Linked DNA regions of Mus musculus: region 2 is linked to region 1. The links are chromatin contacts, called in public HiCAR-type maps. All regions are on one chromosome and are shown on one strand. Each heading gives the region's core, a stretch centred on a gene start, on an enhancer-like site or on the middle of the called end of the contact. The rest is flanking DNA. Distances are from core to core; before and after follow the strand shown. Region 1 overlaps Gm35882 (a long non-coding RNA gene). Region 2 has its middle 30 kb from the start of Gm36001.

What was found. HiCAR-type assays count read pairs that join an accessible place to other places.
Region 2: a contact with region 1 is called in a HiCAR-type map of PVALB interneurons, with 2.6 times the contacts expected there. The contact joins two enhancer-like sites. A contact is called at or near these places in 3 of 484 Hi-C or Micro-C datasets (cerebral cortex, forebrain and peritoneal macrophages), 1 of 115 datasets of contacts at active chromatin or transcription factors (PVALB interneurons) and 1 of 9 other capture datasets (embryonic stem cells).

What each region holds. Positions count from the first base shown.
Region 1 is chr16:90,503,989-90,506,732 of GRCm38.p6, reverse strand. It overlaps Gm35882 (a long non-coding RNA gene), which reads left to right. Exons shown (of 3, transcript XR_003951976.1): 2 at 1,010-1,210; 3 at 2,342-2,574. Among named protein-coding and RNA genes, the nearest start is that of Gm35882, 3.7 kb to the left of the region's middle. Within about 2 kb of position 1,337, at least 5 of the 459 cell types and tissues checked have an H3K27ac peak or open chromatin away from gene starts, as enhancers often do. A contact at or near this core is called in PVALB interneurons, where this site is marked.
Region 2 is chr16:90,579,270-90,582,013 of GRCm38.p6, reverse strand. No RefSeq gene overlaps it. Among named protein-coding and RNA genes, the nearest start is that of Gm36001, 30 kb to the right of the region's middle. Within about 2 kb of position 1,428, at least 9 of the 459 cell types and tissues checked have an H3K27ac peak or open chromatin away from gene starts, as enhancers often do. A contact at or near this core is called in PVALB interneurons, where this site is marked.

The sequences.
Region 1 (2,744 bases), core at 88-2,587:
ACCTCTAAATGCACTCACACCCATCCATGTAAGCACCGTTCATTTACCCTCTATGGTGGTTACACTTACTGCCGACCTGACTAACTTTATATTACCTAGGGAATTGTGGATACACATCTCTAGGTGTGTCCACTTGCGCAATTCTGAAGAGGGTTAACTAAGCAAGCAGGACCTCTCATGAATGGGCATGTACCATCCTCTAGGGTGAGGGCTCAAAAGGATAAATGCGAAGGAAGGTGAAAGGCAGAAGGCAGGTGAGCACGGACATTTCTCTTCTCTCTGCGTGTCCCTCAGCCAGGATGTGAACTTCTCTGTTCTCTTCCATGATGCTCTCTTCGCCATGATAAAAACTGAACCACATTTTTATCAAGTCTTTAAAATTCTCTTCTGGTGATGGATTTAGCTAGAGTGATGAGAAAGGTAACTAATACGTCATCCATCTACCCACAAACCTATCCTTAAGTACATGCTTGGACGCTGCACACAGGTGCAGGAATAAGTAAGGGGTGGTTCCAGGCTCTTTCTAATGCAATGACTGTCATGCAGTATATTCAGGGCTGCATCACAAAACTGAGAGGACTCAGAGGAGGTAGAGCACATCCCACCCACAGACCCTTCTCCTTCAAACCTTTCCCAGAAACCAATCTCCTATCATGCTCACCCTCGTGCCCACTTTCCCTGAAGTACAAAGTTCTGCTAAAGAGCATGGGTAAACTCCTCCAGATGCCATGCTCCCCAAAGCACCCCCCCCAGGGGCCTTTCCATTCTAGAGTCCTCTGGGTTAGCTGTTTGGGAACTGGGCTCAGAGACAGATGCTATTGCCTATGAACCAAGAGTCCTCTGAGGCATCGTTTCTCAATCCTGGCCTTCAAGGGAGGTCCAGTTTGACTTCATCTTTCTGCCATGATTTGCTGATATGTCTCAAAGCAGACAGGATGAGGAGAGCCATACTGCTGAGAACATTTCATTCTGATCTTTTTTTTTTTTTTTTTTTTTTGAATCTGAATAGAGGACAAATTAAAGTTTGCTGAGCAATCAGCTGTGAGTTATAAAAACTATAAAATCTCCAAGAAGCCGGTTTGTGCTCATCCTGAGAATCCGTTTCCTGGCGATGCTTCACACTTCCAAGGATTGGAGCCCAGAGACAGGTCAACTCTAAGGTCGCTGTGATTCTTCAAGAATGGCCAAAATGACAGCGAGAATGGCTCACGTAATTGAAGTGGCCGTGGGTGGGAAGGACACTTGAATTTGGCTATTTGGAACTCTGACTCAGAAGACACAATTTGTATCTCCCTGGCAGGGATACTTATCCAACCGTGGCCCTGTGTCATCTGGTTCTGACTAATGGCCGTGACTAGTTGAGAGGGATCATTCTGATTCACACCATCATAGTCGTAGTTGTCCTCCATTTAGACTTTGAGCAAAGCATCCCCTTTTGATATGCAAACGAGGGCCCAGATTTGGGGGTTCTTTGCAATAGAGAAGAAGGAAATGGCTTGAAATGGGAAGCAGCTGGATGACAGGGGCACGGAACCACTCTTCACAGAGACAGGAATGGAGTCCAGCGTCGGGTACTTGATGGCCTCAGCAGACTGGCGTCACCATGGCTCTACCCAAGCATTGCTGTGCTCATGAAGGGCCCTGCACATTTGCTGTGGGTCGAGGATGGCTGGGATGTGTGTCCCTGAATGATGCATGCATTGAAACTTGATCCCCGTTGTGAGGGTATGAAAATGCAATCCCACTTTGTTTAGAGGTGGGGCCTCTCGGAGCTGATGGAGACACCATGAGGTGATGAGGATGGAGCCCCGCCCTGCCACTGAGTACCAGGGGCTCCATAGGAAAGAGAGACTGGAGGATGGGTGGACACAACTGTCCCACATCTATAAGCAGGTGCCAATCTCGGACCAGTACCCTGAGCTGAGTGAACTCCTTTATTCTGCCTAAGGCACTTAGTTATAATCATGAAAAATAGACTGACACCAAAAGCAAAATAAGAAAGGATGATAAAGTTTGGAAAATTGGGGTCCTAACCTCTGCCTCCCTGTTAGGTTAAATCATTTTCCAAACACTTAACAAGTGAGCTTACATGGATCCTGCTGAGAGCACAGAAAGCCAAATGACCCATGCATCATGAATGGGGAACTCTCTCTGTCTCTGTGTGTGTCTCCCACCCTCTTTCTGTCTCAGTCTCTGTGTGTGTGTCCTTCTCTCCCTCTTTCCCTCCCTCTTCTCTTTCCTCTCTTTCCCTCTTTCTCTGGTCCTCTCCCATGAGGCAACCTCTTAAAACACTTTTTTTTTTTTTTTTTTTTTTTTTTTTTTTTTTGGTGTCTGACTGCAGAAGTCCTGGCTCAGCACAGGTCAGAGCTCCATGACCATGCCTGTGAGACAGAGAATCTGACACCTCACAGTGTCCTTGTGAAGACAACGTCAGGGCACAGCCAACCGCATCCTGAGGGCTGAAGGCAGCCGTGGTCGACTTTTGTATGTCCACCGAATAAAATGGATTTTCTATTTTAGATCCTTGCAAAAGGAAAACAACAATTCAATGGACGTTTTTGTTTGTTAGTTTGTGGTTGTTGTTGTTGTAGTAGTATAAAAACCAAAGAAAAACAAAAACAAAATCTCTAAACTGAAAATATCGCCTGTGTGGTCCTTTGGAGATAAACTTGGCAGATCTCTATTTAAGGGGGTTTTCTTTTTTTTAATTAATTGAACTCGTGAGGAACACATGGAAAAGGTGG
Region 2 (2,744 bases), core at 179-2,678, 75 kb before region 1:
GTCAAACTCTTCCACATTTCCACAAACCAACTCCAAGGGCCTACAAGCCACGTGGTCGATCGTATTGATCACAGAACCTCTGGTACCAAATTCCTATGAAGTTTACCTTTCTCATTACTGTAGTCAGATACAGAACAATAAGCAACTTGAGCTTATAGTCCCTTCTGTTCACAGCTCACAGGATGCCATCCATTGTGACAACAAAGGCACAGGGTGGGGTTGGAGGTGGTTGGGGGGTGGGGCGAGTGGGGCGTGGGGACGAGGTATATGGGGGTGGGGAGGAAGGGCCTCTGGAGGCTGCTTGCTCCTCTCTGAACAGAACAGGGGGCCGAGAATGGGGGTTCTTGCACTCACTCAGCTTTCTCCTCTTTTCCTTTTTATCCAGTTCAGGGTTCCAGTCCAGTGGATAATGCAATCCACACTTGGGGAAGCAGTCTCGCAGATGCACCCACAGGTATTACCCACTAACGCTCTAGGGATTTCTTACTGCAATTACGTTGATGATCAGAATGAAGTGTCACAACCCTTGAGGCTACCTACTCATCATGGTAAGGGGTGTACAGGACAGCAGCGTCCCTGGTGGCTGCTCACACATCTCTTCCACAATGTCCCCCTTTTTTTTAACTGAGCAGCATGTTCACCGGTGGGTGCAGAGGGCCCTGGGAAGGGTGGCCTTTGGTGGGCTGGGTCCATAATCAGCAGAGAGTGGGAGGAGAACAAGGATGCTGGGAGCCACATTCACCTGACGTTATTCATCCCCCAAATCAATAAACAGAGCCCAGGTGTCACGATTTCTAAACAGAATGGAATCGCTGATCATTTTTCACAGCTGAAAGTTCTGGCCTGGGATCTCTGTGCAACATCTCTAAGGGCTTCGGGACTGCTCGGTACTGCTCACTCAGCCCAGCAAGGAAAGGAAACTCACCCGCTGTGCACTCCTCCTCCTCCTCCAACATCCCCTGGAGCTAAAACCTGCAGAGATCCCAAGATGTGCCTTGACCCAGGGAAGAACTAAGGGGAAGTGGAATTAGATAGGACCCACTCATTGCCCCTTATATCTACTTATCTCCGTTTCAGAAAGGTGGTAGGTTTGGTGATTTGCCACTAGGGAGAGTGGGTGATGGTCCTCAGGTCACAGAGAAGACCTGACTTAGAAGGCTGGTTACTGTCCCTTATCCCTTGGACACATCAGGGCCTGTCCAGTGGGAGCAGCATCCCTATTAGGGCCCCCTCAGGCACTCGGGTTTCCACTGAAACTGCAGCCCTGTCCTCAGCAGTCCAAGCAGATTCCTCACAATGTCAAAAAGCAGGGCAGAGAGCGTCCCGTGACAGCGAGGAGGGAGAGCCCCCGCATCAGCTGCAGTCTGGATGACACTGTGAGGGCTGAAGCTGTGTCCCTGCGAGTTAAGCCACTGCTAAAAACAGCCGTGGAGACAGGGCTGGTGAAGCAGAAGGACATACAGATGGAGCAGGCCACCTCCTCCTCGTCCCCAGGGCCCAGGTGCTGTCTGCAAGCAGCTACCCTAATGGTGCCATCCTGGGATGCCTGACATTCCTCATCTGTGCACCTCAAGAGGGCCTGCTTAAGGAGACAGAAAGATGGACAGATGGGGGAGAGGAGGACATGGGGGCTACAGTGATGGGAAGAGGGAGGAGAGAGAGAGCAGGAGAGAGGGAGGGCTGGGAAGGACAAAGAAGGTAGGAGAGAGAGAGAAAAGGAGGAGGATGGGAGAGAGGTGCAGAGGGTCAGGAAATGGAATAAAAGTAGGTAGCAGTGGGGGATGAGGAACTGGGGATAGCCACTGGAGGGTCCCAGACGCCAGGGAAGCAAGAGGCTCTCTGGACCCAGTGGGGATGACTTTAGCTGAAATGTGCAGTGAAGGGGAGATAGAACCTGTAGAGACCACCTCTAGTGGATAGGCATGGTCCCCGGTCGAGGGATGATGGAACCACCCATCCATCTCAAAGTTTTAAACCAGGAAATGTTCCTGTCCAAAGGAAAGACAGGGATTTTTAAAAAAATGGAGCAGAGACTGAAGGAAGGGCCATCCAGGGGCCTCCCCATCTGGGGATCCATCCTGTCTGCAGACACCAAACCCCAACAACACTGCTGCTGTTACTAAGAGGCTGACAGGAACCTGGTGTGGCTGTTCCTTGGGAGGTTCTGCCAGCAACTGACCAATGCAGATGTGGATGCTTGGAGCCCACCATCAGACTGAGCCTGGGGACAGCCCCCCCCCCCCCCCGCCAGAGGAGCTGGCAGAAGGCTTGGAGAAGCAGAGGGGGATTGTAACACCATGGGAAGAACAATGTGGGGTGATCGGATCACCCAGTGCTCCCAGGGACTAGATCACCAACCAAGGAATGTACAGGGAGGGGCCCATAGCTCCAGATACATAGGTAGCAGAGGATGGCCTTGTCTGACATCAATGGGAGGAGAGGCCCTTGGTCCTGTGGAGGTTTGATGCCTCAGTGTAGGGGGATGCTGGAGTGGTGGGGTGAGAGAGGGTGGGTAGGTGGTAAAGCACCCTCATAAAGGCAAAGGGACAGGAAGAGAGGGCAGATGTGGGATGGGGGGGGGCTGTGGAGGGGTAACCAGGAAGTGGGATATCATTTGAGATTTAAATAAATGGAGTGATTAAAAAAAAAAAACAGAGAGAGCAGGGTGTGGTGGTGCACGACTTTAATCCCAGCACTTGGGAGGCAGAGGCAGGTGGATTTCTGAGTTTGAGGCCAGCCTGGTC